Regions from separate parts of the Sus scrofa genome. Here all the other regions are linked to region 1. Evidence: chromatin contacts called from public Hi-C and HiChIP or PLAC-seq data. All regions are on one chromosome and are shown on one strand. Each heading gives the region's core, a stretch centred on a gene start, on an enhancer-like site or on the middle of the called end of the contact. The rest is flanking DNA. Distances are from core to core; before and after follow the strand shown.

What was found. A called contact is a pair of places that touch in the nucleus more often than the background predicts. HiChIP or PLAC-seq counts read pairs in DNA pulled down with a chosen protein or histone mark.
Region 2: a contact with region 1 is called in a Hi-C map of embryonic fibroblasts, with 2.1 times the contacts expected there. The contact joins the enhancer-like site here to the promoter of TIPARP in region 1. A contact is called at or near these places in 1 of 5 promoter capture datasets (liver), 17 of 47 Hi-C or Micro-C datasets (alveolar macrophages, embryonic fibroblasts, fetal heart ventricle and 11 more) and 2 of 2 datasets of contacts at active chromatin or transcription factors (alveolar macrophages and skeletal muscle).
Region 3: a contact with region 1 is called in an H3K27ac HiChIP or PLAC-seq map of skeletal muscle, with 5 times the contacts expected there. The contact joins the enhancer-like site here to the promoter of TIPARP in region 1. A contact is called at or near these places in 3 of 5 promoter capture datasets (fetal liver, fetal skeletal muscle and liver), 19 of 47 Hi-C or Micro-C datasets (adipose tissue, alveolar macrophages, embryonic fibroblasts and 12 more) and 2 of 2 datasets of contacts at active chromatin or transcription factors (alveolar macrophages and skeletal muscle).
Region 4: an H3K27ac HiChIP or PLAC-seq map of alveolar macrophages shows a contact between it and region 1. The contact joins the promoter of CCNL1 here to the promoter of TIPARP in region 1. A contact is called at or near these places in 1 of 5 promoter capture datasets (fetal liver), 6 of 47 Hi-C or Micro-C datasets (heart right ventricle, liver, mesenteric adipose tissue and 2 more) and 2 of 2 datasets of contacts at active chromatin or transcription factors (alveolar macrophages and skeletal muscle).
Region 5: an H3K27ac HiChIP or PLAC-seq map of alveolar macrophages shows a contact between it and region 1. The contact joins the enhancer-like site here to the promoter of TIPARP in region 1. A contact is called at or near these places in 2 of 5 promoter capture datasets (fetal liver and fetal skeletal muscle), 11 of 47 Hi-C or Micro-C datasets (brain, embryonic fibroblasts, fetal liver and 5 more) and 1 of 2 datasets of contacts at active chromatin or transcription factors (alveolar macrophages).

Annotation. Positions count from the first base shown.
Region 1 is chr13:96,495,003-96,497,702 of Sscrofa11.1, forward strand. TIPARP (TCDD-inducible poly [ADP-ribose] polymerase) reads left to right here and starts at 1,384. Exons shown (of 6, transcript XM_005669945.3): 1 at 1,384-1,659.
Region 2 is chr13:96,001,930-96,004,629 of Sscrofa11.1, forward strand. It overlaps a transcript of KCNAB1 not described here. Among named protein-coding and RNA genes, the nearest start is that of KCNAB1, 97 kb to the right of the region's middle. Within about 2 kb of position 1,287, at least 7 of the 83 cell types and tissues checked have an H3K27ac peak or open chromatin away from gene starts, as enhancers often do. A contact at or near this core is called in embryonic fibroblasts, where this site is marked.
Region 3 is chr13:96,927,434-96,930,133 of Sscrofa11.1, forward strand. No RefSeq gene overlaps it. Among named protein-coding and RNA genes, the nearest start is that of CCNL1, 76 kb to the right of the region's middle. Within about 2 kb of position 1,383, at least 46 of the 83 cell types and tissues checked have an H3K27ac peak or open chromatin away from gene starts, as enhancers often do. A contact at or near this core is called in adipose tissue, liver, mesenteric adipose tissue and 4 more, where this site is marked.
Region 4 is chr13:97,003,068-97,005,767 of Sscrofa11.1, forward strand. It overlaps CCNL1 (cyclin-L1), which reads right to left and starts at 1,334. Exons shown (of 11, transcript XR_001300397.2): 1 at 1-1,334. The region is part of intron 14 of VEPH1 (ventricular zone-expressed PH domain-containing protein homolog 1); the gene reads right to left.
Region 5 is chr13:96,951,230-96,953,929 of Sscrofa11.1, forward strand. It overlaps LOC102162136 (a long non-coding RNA gene), which reads left to right. Exons shown (of 5, transcript XR_307007.3): 5 at 1-272. Among named protein-coding and RNA genes, the nearest start is that of CCNL1, 52 kb to the right of the region's middle. Within about 2 kb of position 1,317, at least 7 of the 83 cell types and tissues checked have an H3K27ac peak or open chromatin away from gene starts, as enhancers often do. A contact at or near this core is called in alveolar macrophages, fetal liver and liver, where this site is marked.

The sequences.
Region 1 (2,700 bases), core at 134-2,633:
CTTTTTCAACCCAGAATGGCTCCCAAGTTATGGAATTAAGTCACTTTAGATTTCAGGCCACAGGAAGGGAGTATCTCTTTGGGAGATGTTCCCTTCTCAGACAGCTGTTGGGGATACAGCCGTGATTAATTTTCTTTGATTTTGACAAGGGCTTTCTTTCTCCCTCCCCCCGCCCCGCGCGCCCACGTACAGTAATTAAATGAATTTAACGTGGTACTTCTTCCTCCACCTCTAAAAAACTAATCAATAGGTGGACTCATCATCCAGGGCATTTTAAAATTCAGAAAACATGGCAAAATCACATGCGGTGTATATTTTAGAGGTGAGTACATGGTGCTCTGTAAGCTCCATGAAGACATAGTATCTGGGCTGATCAAGGCTCTCTAAGTGTAGGTAAGCCACCAGAACAGCCCAGGCATGCAATAGGCACTTGAGAAATATTTGCTGAGTGAAGAAACAAGTCACTAAGGTGTTTGCGGGCTTTAAAACACACACATAGGAGTTCCCGTCGTGGCGCAGTGGTTAACGAATCCGACTAGGAACCATGAGGTTGCGGGTTCGGTCCCTGCCCTTGCTCAGTGGGTTAACGATCCGGCGTTGCCGTGAGCTGTGGTGTAGGTTGCAGACACGGCTCGGATCCAGCGTTGCTGTGGCTCTGGCGTAGGCCAGTGGCTACAGCTCTGATTCGACCCCTAGCCTGGGAACCTCCATATGCCGCGGGAGCGGCCCAAAGAAATAGCAAAAAGACAAAAAAAAAAAAAAAAAAAAAAAAAAACACACACATAACCTCTTTTATTGTCAAAACCCCAAAGCTAGGGGTTTGCAATACTAGCGAATATTTCCTGTGAAACTGGAATGCCTGCAACCTGGTCTGGCAAACGCCAGTCCGGGTGTGCAGCGAAGCCTGCCCATCCGGAATAGGGCGGGCGACCCCGTCTGGCCACAGCGGTGGTAACAGCCGATTGCTTCCTCTCCGGGTCTGGGGCAACCGGGGCAGGAGGCCACTGCTGCGGAGGCAAATAAACAAAGCCAGCCTCACAGAAACGGGTTGTTCCGTTTCACATCCTCCTTCGGGCGCCTGGGTTTCTTCCAAACAAAGTGACCCTCCATCTGTCCGCAGGCAGGTGGAGCCCGCCCCACACAGGGCACACCTCCCCTCCTCACAACTGAGCAATTCTACAGGCTGGTAGGCGCAGACCCTTCCGACCCCTCCAGCGGCCAAAGGACACGCCCCCTCCAGAGAGCACGCGCCGCCGCACGCACATACATCTCGGCGCGCCTCCCGAGAGTGAGCGCGCACGCGCACGAGGGGCGGGCCTCCTTCCCGGCACCCACTGAGCTCCCCGTCCTCTCACTCCACCCCACCCCCCTGCTGCTCAGGCTCCGCCCCCGCGACGGGGCTGCTGAGAGGAGGCGACCGGAAGCCACTTTAAAGCAGAGCTCGAGGTGACAGGCGAACGAGCTGGATCGGGAGTGCAGTCGCGGCTTTTTGCGCTCCCGGCCGCGGAATGGCCCGTGCGCCACACACCGTGTCTCCGGCCTGCGACCCCTAGACGCCTGAGCCGGTTCTCCGCACCCACCCCCTGGCGCTGACACTGCCCGCGAGCCTGAGGCGCTGACTCGGCTCCTGTGGTCGGTTCTCTCAGGCTGCCGGTTCAGGTAAAGGGCTCCGGGTGGGCTTTGAGGGGCCGATGATGAGGGACTCTAGCTGGGTTGGTGGGTGCGGAAAGGGACGCCGGCCTCGCTGCCGGCTTTCACCGACCGGGGGTGATTGATGTTTAAACCGTGCCTTTTTGTACCGAATTCAGTCGGATCCCGTCAATATCGGGATGGCATTGGTCTACACTTCTTAGTCACTTCGGGCCTCTGGCAGGTGTATAAATCGAAGTAAGACACCGAAAGGTTTAGTCGGGGGCGCTGGCGGCTCATCATTCCCACTGAATTGTGGCGGCTCGGGGGCGCGTCTGTGTGGGTCGCCCCCATGGGGCAGACCCGGCTCTCTGAGGCGCAGATCGCAGGGGAGGGCACGGCCGCTGAGGGGAGCCTTCCGGCGGACCTGCGTTCCGGCTACAGCCCAGAAGTTTGCAGGCTGTTTTCAGATTAACTTTGAAGTCGTCTCCTTCCTCCCCGCCAGCCCGAGAAGTGCCTGCTGCTGCTGCGTTTCCCCGGCTCTTCTCGGGTCGGTCCTCGGAGCCCACAGGACGATCTTTTCAGGAAGGTTGTTCCGGGAGGGAAAGAGATTCACTGTGGAAGGCGGCGCAAGTGGCTTCTAGAAGGGAGGGCAGCAGGGGCAGGGGTCGCTCGTTGGGTGGGAGGAAGCTAGCCCGAGGGTTTGCGGGGCGCCGAGGGACAGGTGGGAGCTGGATGCTTGGAACACCCGGAATTGGCCGCGGTGCGGGGAGTTGCTGCGATCCGGGGCGCGGAGCTGCGCAAACGGTCGCAGCCAGCAGGAGGCGTCGCTCGGACCCAGGCTCGGATCCGGGCTTTGCTCTACGCCCGGCGGAGTCTTGAGTTTGGTGCAGGCGGTTTCCCAGGACCGTGCGAGGGGCCGGGAGTGCCCAAGAACTGAGGGCATCACGAGGTGAAGGGTGGAGCAGTGGGGCGCCTACGGCAGGAACTGGAGGAAGTGTCCTTCCAATCTTTATTTTTCTGTTATGCAAACTAATTGAGGAACTAGGTTCTAGTGACTTCCCCACTCCA
Region 2 (2,700 bases), core at 37-2,536, 490 kb before region 1:
TGCCAGACAGCATCTTGCACCTTTGGGTTAAAAAACGTACGGGTTGATCTTGGAACAGCCTGGAAGTCTGCTTACTTTGCTGGCTCCGAATTAATAAAACAACTCTTTATCTCCCTTATTTGATTAGCTGCTTCAAACTTAACCAAAAGAAGCTAAAATCCCCTCTGACACTGGTTTAAGATAGAAATAAGACCAGAAAAACAAGGCTACACGGTCTACAAAATCAGTTATGGGATTCACAAAACTTAGGTGCCCTGAACTTAATAACCCATTGCAGAAGAATTATATTCATGTAGTTTGGAAAACTGCTTTTAATATTTAAGTCTAGATGTGGTTTATTCAGTAGGATTTGAAAACAGAACTCATACTGTGCTATCCTATGTGGTAGCCACTAGTCACATGTGGCTATATGTTAAAGTTAATTGACATTAAGTTAAATTAAAATTAAAATTCAGTTCCTTAGGTGGCATTAGCCTCAGTCAACTACTTAATATACATATGAGGATAATGGCTACTGTACTGGATGGTGAACATACAGAACATCTCCATCATCCAACAGGGTAGCCTTCCATTAAAATATCAACTCCAGGCAGGAATCTCAAATTCAAAATCCTTAAGATTGACTTTGCTTTTATGGATTTTTTTCCAGGGTCTCAAAATAACTATGTCATTAAAAAATTTTTTTTTTTTTACATAATTGCCTACCTTGAGACAAGTCAGGTCATGGGGGCTCTGGTTAACCATCATGTCAACCTCATGGGGGAGAGTATAGGAATAATGAATAATAAGTATCAAATTACTATCCGGCAGTGGGGTTGATTTAGTAACTTGTAAATAGAACTCTGTTATGGGGAAGGTGTCAGAATGTGCCTCACCAAAAGGCATTTTGATTTATGCTACCTTATGTATCCAGATATTTTTCAAGTCAATGAGAAAGATTATTTGGCCCTGGTGATTAAATTACTACGATGAGCAGATTTCTGGCACCAGCTGAACCCTAAAATTAGGAAAAGAGAAACATGAACTTCTTTATTCTTGTCAGTTCAAACCCAGCCATGACTTTTTGCTGAGTGTAGACATTTAGATGAAGAAGTACTTTTAAATCAGCTTTATCTTGTTATTTCATTACCCTTTTGCAGCAATGACAACCATCGTACAGAATTAATAAATCAAGACTAAACATTGCATGGATGTCAGAGTACAAAGACGCATTTACTCTGCACACAGCCTTATGATCTACAAGGTGATTCATCACTTGTTATCCTGGCCTCCCAGGATGACTGAGGGGCTGGATGACGCATACTAATGTACAAAAGTCAGTGCTGGGCCGCTTGCCTGCAATGTCCCACATATTCTCCTTCTTAGGTCTAACTGATTCTTAACCCATTGGCTGTGGGGAGGACTGCCTTTCAGAATCAGTTATCTAAATATGGTGAATTAATCTGGGAAACTGGTGAAATATGAAGTATGGCTTCCTCTAGCCCTGCTTTGTTTGCTGACATTTTGCCGAACACTAGAGTTTCGACGAGACCAGATAAGAAAGACCGGACACATAAAGATGAGTGCCCCAGAAAAGAGCATTAGACTTTTCAGATATAGTTCCCATTGTGGCGCAGTGGAAATGAATCCAACTAGGAACCATGAGGTTGCGGGTTCAATCCCTGGCCTTGCTCAGTGGGTTAAGGATCCAGCGTTGCTGTGAGCTGTGGTGTGGGTTGCAGATGCGGCTTGGATCTGGTGTTGCGGTAGCTGTGGTATAGGCCGGTGGCTACAGCTCTGATTTGACCCCTAGCCTGGGAATCTCCATATGCCACACAGGAGTGGCTCTAAAAAGCAAAAAAAAAAAAAAAAAAAAAAAAAAAGATACAGTGTCCCATTCGATCCTCACACCATTCTGTATATAAGCAGGGATTTTTGGGGGTCACAAATGAGGTGCTCTCTTGAGAACTGATCACTTTCCACCTGTGTTCCTCCCCATGTGCCTCTGTTTGTAATTATTTATATACATGACCAGCTCTCTCACTACATTTGAAGGTATCTGGAGAGGGGCCCATGTGCCCCTTGTTTTCCTGGCATCTAGCATGATGCCTGGTCTATGGGTTGTTCAGTTGCTCAGAAGAAGAAAGGTGAATGTAACACAAAAGTTCTGTAAGCTGGGCTGTGAGCACAGACAGATGGGCGGGTTAGCTAGTGCCTGGTGGACACAGATGTGTGTACTGTGAGGTCAGCAGTATGTGCAGATTACGAGCCTGCACCAAAGGTCTTGTTCTGTGTCATCCTGGAGATTCAACAGAAGGGAGAGGTGGAGCTTAGAAACACAGAATAGAAGGGATTGAGGAGGTAGCAATTGCCACAGTCAGTGGAACTGCGTGTTTCTCCTGAGTTCCTGCTCCTAATTAACAAAATCTTGCGTGAAGTTGACTCTATTAACAAACATCACAGCTCCTTCCACAGATCGTCTATGTTGCATTAAGCTTTCCTCTTCTGAGCAATTGTTTGGGTATATTTAATGTTTTCACTTGTATTAATCTTTAACATTACTCTTTTTTTTTTTTTTGTCAGGAGAGTAGAATTTATTGGTGGGTATAGGAGGGGTCAGTGCCAAGGTCCTAATGACTGCAGCACCCACCATTTGTCCAGGGGGCCACAATTAGGGATGTATTTGACCCCTCAGTCGTCTTTTCTGCCACCACATCCTCA
Region 3 (2,700 bases), core at 133-2,632, 430 kb after region 1:
CTATATTCTTATTGTGATCTGGTGAATCTTAGAAGTGACAAATGAAATCAAGAGCTCCAGGTAGCATTTCCTCCTTGGTGAAGGGGTTTGTTTTGTTCCAGGTTTTTGTCTCCATGCTTCTCAGACAAAAGACTTATAAAAGATCCCCTTGAAATGGTGAAGCTCTACAAGCTCATTTTAATGATAGAAGTTATTTCATGCCTTGTTTAACTTTTAAAATTATTTTCAATATCTCCTTTTCCAGATTTCTTAGGTCTCAGAGAGAAAATTAAATGAAGTTCAATGGATTCAAGGCAAATCGAGCAGTCTGAAGTCACCTGGTAACGCAATGGTTCCCCACGAAGCAGGCAGCTGTCTCCCACATCACACCTCCTAGGCTGGTCAGTTCGGCATCACATTTGTTCTGCAGAGTAAAGCTCTGGCATAGGCTCTGGCTGCCTCAGGTCAGCTGAATATTCACAGCAGCCACCCTTTCCTGATGTCTTTCTGCCTTCCCAGCATATACCATGGCCTAAAAAATCCCTATCCCTATGTGAAGAAGCGGGTCTTTCTTTTAGGTCCTAACAGGAAGGAGCTGTACACTAAACAGTGACAACATGAATGGCATCCTGGTAGAAGGACTCTTCTTTTCCCTGTCTCCTCTAGCCACTGACCCAGACCTCCTGGAGGCCATACCATGATGCTTGAGTAGGAAAAAGAAAACTCAGGTCCATAACCCTAGACTTGGATGTTCAAATCATGGCAAACGAGGGGAGAAAAGACTGAGGGGACCAACAGGGGCAAATCCAGAATGTTGAGATCTCATTTATTTTCACCGTTTAGGGAACTTGTTGATTAGTATCCTTTTCCCTCTCTGATTTCAAAATAATAAGTAATTCTTAACTTTTAGGGAGGAAATCTGCAGCAGCAAGAGGAGTAAGATCACAGGATGAGTAAGGAAGAGGGTGCATGTGTTCTCTTCCTAGATCCTGTCCCCTGACACTCCCAGCTCTCCGAATACACACACACACACACACACACACACACACACACACACACACACAGTCAGTGTTTCATCCAGTGTAAAAATAGCTGTCCAGGTTCTGTCATTCATCCCTAAACAGTAATAAAGGGCGGGCCTCCCAGCAGTGCCTGCTGCCCTTTAGTAGCTTATTCTATCAGGTGACGCCTCACACCTCCCATTCCCCACCCCAAGTTGGCTGAATGTCCCCGGTGACCTTACACGTTTTTATTTTACTCAGCAGCTTGGTTTTTAAGCGGAAAATCCTCTGGCTTTCTGAGTTGAGTCGGCCGCACCGCGGCCTCCCCTCCTCCACACTCCAGGCAGCAGTGCCAGGAGAGCGTTTCCATCTGTGTTGGGAAAGAACGGCCTCTCTGTGCTGCCCAGCACGTCCAGCGTGAGGGCGCGGAGGCCGGAACACGCTCTTCCGCACGGGAACAGCTTTCCGAGGGCCTTGGAGGAGGCTCTGGCCTTGCCTAACGAGGGCCAGGCGCCACCCCCCCGTGGGCCCCGGCTCAGTCCTAGCAGGATCACCCCATCCCTACCCGGGGCACTGATTTCCCCCCCACCCCGGCGCGGAAGGAGTGCCTGCGGTCCCGCTGCTAGGGTTTGCGCATGCGCGAAGGGTCGCGTTCCTCCAGGCTCCTCACGCGGTTGGTCGCCTGCGGCCTCAGAGGGGCGGGGGTGCCCGCAAAGAGCCCAGCACGGTTGGTCCCCGCTGTCCGTCCAGGATCCTGGCAGCGTGTTGAGGACACTGCAGCATTGGAAGAGAGCCAAAGAATGCTAAAGGTTCCTTAGAGGACGTTTGCTCCATGCCTCCATTTTACAGATGAGGCCATTGAGTTCCCAGGAGGTGTTGGGAAACACCTAAAGCTGCATTTCTGGGCTCTACCAGCTGGAACCAAACCTGGCTCTTAGTGGCATGATTTAGGCACTTTTTCAGTGAGCATTTATCAGGTGCCTGGATGTACACTGTGTACTAAATATATGTATGGTATGGGAGATAACCACAAATACATCAGAAGCATTGTAACTGTGGCCACTCCAGAATTGGGCTTACAGTGACACAGACCTGGGTTTGATTTGATGATTTGCAGGAACCCGCTACTGGCTGGATGGACTTCTGAAGCAATTAACCTCTCTAAGTCCCAGTTTCCTCGTCTGTAAAGCGGTAATTTAAAAAAGAAAAAGAAAAAAAAAAAAATAGGACATACTTGCTAGGGTCCCAGGACTTAGATAAAGTGCACATGGCTTAAAACAAAATCTGCACCTGGAAGTCTCTCAAACAAATATTCATGCAATGCTTTGAGAAGTCAAAAGCGCTGGGCGCACAGGCGTTCACGAGACAATCACGTACTCATTTCCAGACAGATGTTGGGCAGCACTAGAGCGAAGGTACTTTACCGCGCTCAGGGACATTCACACAGGGTTACATGACCTGGCAAGACAGGGAAAGGCGGAAATGGCCTCTGTTTATCTTTCCTCCTGCTGCCGGTCCTTCCCCCTCCCTCCCCTCAGAACTCTCACTGTGACTCATGGTGGCTGCAGAGATATGTCTGGGCCTCTTATCAGGGTAAAATGTGTTCTGCGAGGTGGTGCAGTTTATGTTTGAAGTTCTGCTTTATCACATGGGCCTCTCTCCTCTTTTCCTAGGCGGGACAAGCCCAAGAAGGAGCAATTGGGTTAAGCGGATAAGAAGG
Region 4 (2,700 bases), core at 84-2,583, 510 kb after region 1:
ACTACATCGGTTCAAAAAAAAAAAAAAAAAAAAAGCTGTCAGATGAGCATGTGGTTCCCAGAGGTATCTAAGTATGGCGAGGGATTCGTATTGACTGGGAGAGAGACTGCTTTAGCAGCTTCGCTTGCGAAACTCGGGCCTGAGCTAGTGACAAGCCACAGCTTTCACTAATCTGGAAAATCCCTAATTTCCAAAAATAGTTTTAGGTCGAGACTTTACAGAGGTAATTTGATTATGCCCGGCAGTCTATGTATTCATGGAGGTTACTGCAATTAGGTAGTATGGGAGAAATCAATCTCTTTATATGTATTTTTCCCTCTCTGATATTAGCAATTCTCCAAATTTCCTCAAATTTGAAATAAAAACAATGATACTGATCCAAACTACCACAGGCTAGAGTGGGAGGAAAAAAGAGTAGATCTTGTTTAAAAAAAAAAAAAAGATTCTGTAAACTGAATCATTTTGCTGTACAGAAAAAATTAACACAAGGTAAATTCAGTTAAAAGAGAGTAGATCTTTGTTTACTCCTTCTGTGTCTAGACCTTGGAGACATTGTCCAGGAATGAGAAGCCCCATCATCTTTCTATCACATAGTTCAATTTTAAGGTTTAATTATGAGAAATGAATTAAAACTTGGATCCATAGAGCAAAAGGAATTTGAGTACACTGCAATATTTGTTAGTGATGTCTCTAAAGCAAAACATATTCAAAAACTCATTTTAAAAAAAGAATTCAATCCACCTTACTTTGTAAAGATTTACATCAGTATTTCTGAACCCTAGCTGCACATAAGTATCTTCAGAGGAGTTTAGGGCTGCACCCGAGGTATATGTAAGTTCCCAGGCTAGAGACGGAATTGGATCTACACCATAGCCACAGCAATGCCAGGTCTGAGCCGCATGTGCAGCCTATCCCACAGCTCACAGCAACACCAGATCCCTGACCCACTAATTGAAGCCAGGGATCAAACCCGCATCCTCATGGATACTAGTCGGATTCCCTTCTTTTGAGCCATGATGGGAACCCCCAGAGAAGTTTTTAAAACATACTGATTATGCTTGAGCCTGAATTGTAGGGGTTGATGTAATGGATCTGGGGTTGACCCAGCCAGTGGTTATTGGAATGTTCAGCCAGGATTGAGAAACAGAGCTCCAAGAGAGTGTAATTCTGGTGCTAGCTGAAATACTTGACCTCGTTGCACGTTACCTTCACCTGTCTGACTAAGCTGCTTCCAGGGAAGTTTCCCTCTCCAATATTCAGGAGGGATTATAACAGGAGTTCCCATAGTGGCATAGTGGAAACAAATCTGACTAGGAACCATGAGGTTGCAGGTTTGATCCCTGCCCTCGCTCAGTGGGTTAAGGATCTGGCATTGTCGTGAGCTGTGGTGTAGTTCGCACATGCAGCTTGGATCTGGGGTTGCTGTGGCTGTGGTGTAGGCTGGTGGCTACAGCTCCCAATTCAACCCCTAGCCTGGGAACCTCCATATGTGGCCCCAAAAAGACTAAAATAAAATAAAATGCTGTAACAGACTTTGAAAGCTCTTCTTATTTATTTTTGGCTGCACCATGGCATATGGAAGTTTCTGGGCTGGGGATTGAATCTGAACCACAGCTGCCACCTATGACACAGCTGCAATGTCAGATCCTTAACCTGCTGAGCCACAGTGGGAACTTCAATACAATTCATTTTTAAGACTTTTTTTTTGGCTGCACCCACAGTATGCAGAAGTTCCCGGGCCAGGGATCAAGCCCAGGCCACAGTAGTGACCTGAGCCGCAACAGTGACAATGTTGGATCCTTAACCCGCTGAGCCACCAGGCAACTCCAAGACTCTTTCTTTTCTTTTCTTTTTTCTTTTTTTAGGGCAGAACCTGTGGTATATGGAGGTTCCCAGGCTAGGGGTTGAATCAGAGCTACAACTGCTGGCCACAGCCACAGCCACAGCAAGATCAGATACGAGCCATGTCTGTGACCTACACCATAGATGACAGCAATGCTGGATCCTTAACCCACTAAGCAAGGCCAGGGTTTGAACCTGCAATCTCATGGGTCCTAGTTGGATTTGTTTCCGCTGCGCCACAACAGGAACTCCCAAGACTATTTCTTAATGGAACATTTTTCTAATATTTAGAGTCTCCCACCATGCCTCACCAAAAAACTGTCTTGGTGATGTCTTGATATATTTTATAATATATTTTTTTAATCTCTAGGTCCTTGATTAATTGAAGAAAGTTAACAAGAATTGAAGTGAGAAGTTCTGGGAGAAGGAGGAGTACTTGCTCTACTCTTGATATCTTTTCCCTATAGACCACTGTTTCCCACCTCCTGTGTTTGGCAATCATTTCCAGAAGCACAGAACCACTGAGACTATTCTACAACTTTCTGTCTGTACCCCAGATTATATCCAATAGATATGATTATATTCACTGTTCTTCTTTTCAGCCTCAACAAAAGTGGTAGAGGAGATGGGCCAACATTTTATACGCTTAGCATTAACGCATCAAACTATGACGGTGTTTTAAATTTTGACTTCTTGGGCATTCCCATTGGCTCATTAAGAACCCAAGATAGTATCCAGAGGATGCAGGTTTGGTCCCTGGCCCTGCTCAGTGTATTAAGGATCTGGCACTACTGCAAGCTGTGGTGTAGGTATAGACCATGGATCCAGTGTGGCTGTGGCTGTGGTATAGACCAGCAG
Region 5 (2,700 bases), core at 67-2,566, 460 kb after region 1:
GCCTTTCGTACTTTTTGAATTTGAGTCATGTCAATACACCCTATTCAAAAAGAAATAAATTCCCTGAGATTAGCTTTGAAATAATCCATTGTTGAGGAAAAATGTGGGTGGGAAGGAAGAGGTGGAGGTGTAGGTGGAAGAAGATTGGCCTTGAGCTGACAACTGCTGAGGTTGGAGATGAACACATGAGGCTCGTAGTCCTCTTCTACTTGTATTTTTAAAAAATGTCCTGCAGCAGAGGTTCCTGCTGTGGCACAATGAGATGGGTGGCATCTTGGGAGCACTGGGATGCAGGTTCGATCCCCAGCTAGGTATAGTGGGTTAAGGATCCATCATTGCCGCAGCTGTGGCTTAGGTCAAGACTATGGCTAGGATATAATCCCTGGCCTGGGAATACCACGTGCTGCCAAGCGGGTGAAATGGGGGGGGGGGGAGAAGAAAAGTCCTACAACAGAAATTTTAAAAAATTAAAAAGGACCCATACCAAAAGCTGAAGCGTACTGAGACTCCTGTACATGGTGAGAGTGTTGGCTGCATCACCCCCTCTTGTGGTCCCAACCCCTGGAGGTGGGGGCTCTTTGGGCCTTGACTGAAGCTTTCTTGAGGATACTGACTGCAGAGGTTAGTGCAGAGCGGGCCCCAGGGCAGCCCCAAGCAGAGGTGCTGGGCCATGAGGAGCTGTCAGAGGGTAGGGAAGAAAGAAGCCTTAGGGAGCTGCCTCCACAGTGTGGGCAGGATGAGAGGCTGAAAAATCCCAGGTGTTGATGATGGTGGTGGCAGGCAAGGAGCAACACGAGTAACTCTTTCAGAACCACACAAAGGGCTTCTGAAGTTTGGGAGCAAGAAAGGATCCCAGACAAAAATTACAGGGCCTATGGGCACATCCAAAGGAAAATAGCTCAGTGAGAAAGCTTGCCTCTTCTTCATCACTCAGGATGACCAGATGAAAGGACAAAGGGAAAAAAATAGGATGGTCACATGTGTGTGTCAGTGGTGTGCCCGTGTTGAGCCTTGAGCCACCCACGTGATCTGGGCCCAACTCCCAGGGGCCCAAGCTTGGAGCAGCTCTGAGAATGCTAAGCGCCCCAGGCTTCCCTTCTGTGGGCAGACAGGGGAATCTTTCACCACCTCTACCAGTCACATGAGGGCCCTCGCTAACCCTGAGAACTTTCTCTCTGTTCCAGATGTCCACTAAGAGATATTTACCCTCTGAGGTCACACTCCCTGACTTTTGTGTGCAGGCCTGTGAATGCCTGCATGTGCTTCTGTGGCTCCTCCTGTGACCACAATAGGACAGGGAAGTGAGGGAGATGACCACACACTTCCTAGGCATCCAGCTGCGTCCTCCAACCCACTCTAAGCCAGGCTGGATGACCCTCCCAGTCATCATGCCTACATCTAACTTTGCTGCTGAATTGCCACATTGTTTTTATGTGTTCCTCTCTAGTTAGAGACTTAGCATTAAAGAATTACTGTTACATCTTGAGGTGTGGTAATGGTGTTGAGGATATGTTTTGTTTTTCTTTTTATTGAAGTATAATATATACACTGAAACAAATTGTATGTGCATAGCTGATGAATATTTCTAAAGGGCAGACACCATATTGCCAGCTGGCAGATCAAGAAATGGATCATTGCAGGAAGTGCCTGTTGTAATGCAGTGGAAACAAATCCAACTAGTAACCATGAGGATGCAGGTTCGATCCTTGGTCTTGCTCAGTAGGTCGGTGATCCAGCGTTGCCATGCATTGTGGTGTAGGTTGTAGATGGTGCCTGGGATCCCAGATTGCTGTGGCTGTGGTATAGGCCAGAAGCTACAGCTCTGAGTCGACCCCTACCCTGGGAACTTTCATATGCCGCAGGTGTGGCCCTAAAAAGCAGGAAAAAAAAAAAAGAAAGAAAGAAGTGAACCATTGCAAGCATTATAGTATACTTCTTTTAAAAATAGGCATTGATTTTTTTTTTTTAGTAGTATGTTCTTCTTTTCTTTTTTGCTTTTCATTTTCTTTTTAGGGCCACACCCATGGCAATGGAAGTTCCCAGGCTAGGGGTCAAATCAGAGCTGCAGCTGCCAGCCTACACCACAGCCATAGCAATGCTGGATCCTTAACCCACTGAGTGAGGCCAGGGATCAAGCCTGCATCCCCATGGATACTAGTAGGGTTCTTAACCTGCTGAACCACAACAGAACTCTAGTAATACATTGTTAAATATCTACACACGATGCTTTGGTCTGCTTCAGAATAATCTGGAGTTGGGGGAAGAAGGTACAGATTAAGCAAAGCTGATAATCATTGAAGCTGGGTAATGTTTATATAAGGGTTCTCTCTCTGTCTCTCTGTCACACACACACATACACATATTTTCAGTTTCCATGATAAAAAGTTTAATACAATCAGTAGGAAGCCTGGGATTTGTCTCAGCCCAGTGACTCTGAAGCATGAGATAAAAGCTGAGCAGGGGGGGGTGAAAAATGTCTCTTTGGTATATTGCTCGGTAATCAAGAATCTGAAAGTCAATGGATTAAATATGTAAATAATTTATTGTTTTTAAATGAGTTTTCATGTGCCTATGTCCTCTGTGTAACTGGGAGTTCCCTACCTGTGCTGGGTTTTATTCCTATCTGTATCCCTAACCTTTAGCATAGTGCCTGTCATACTGTAGGTGCTCATAAGTGTTTGTTGAGCAAAAGGATGCTTG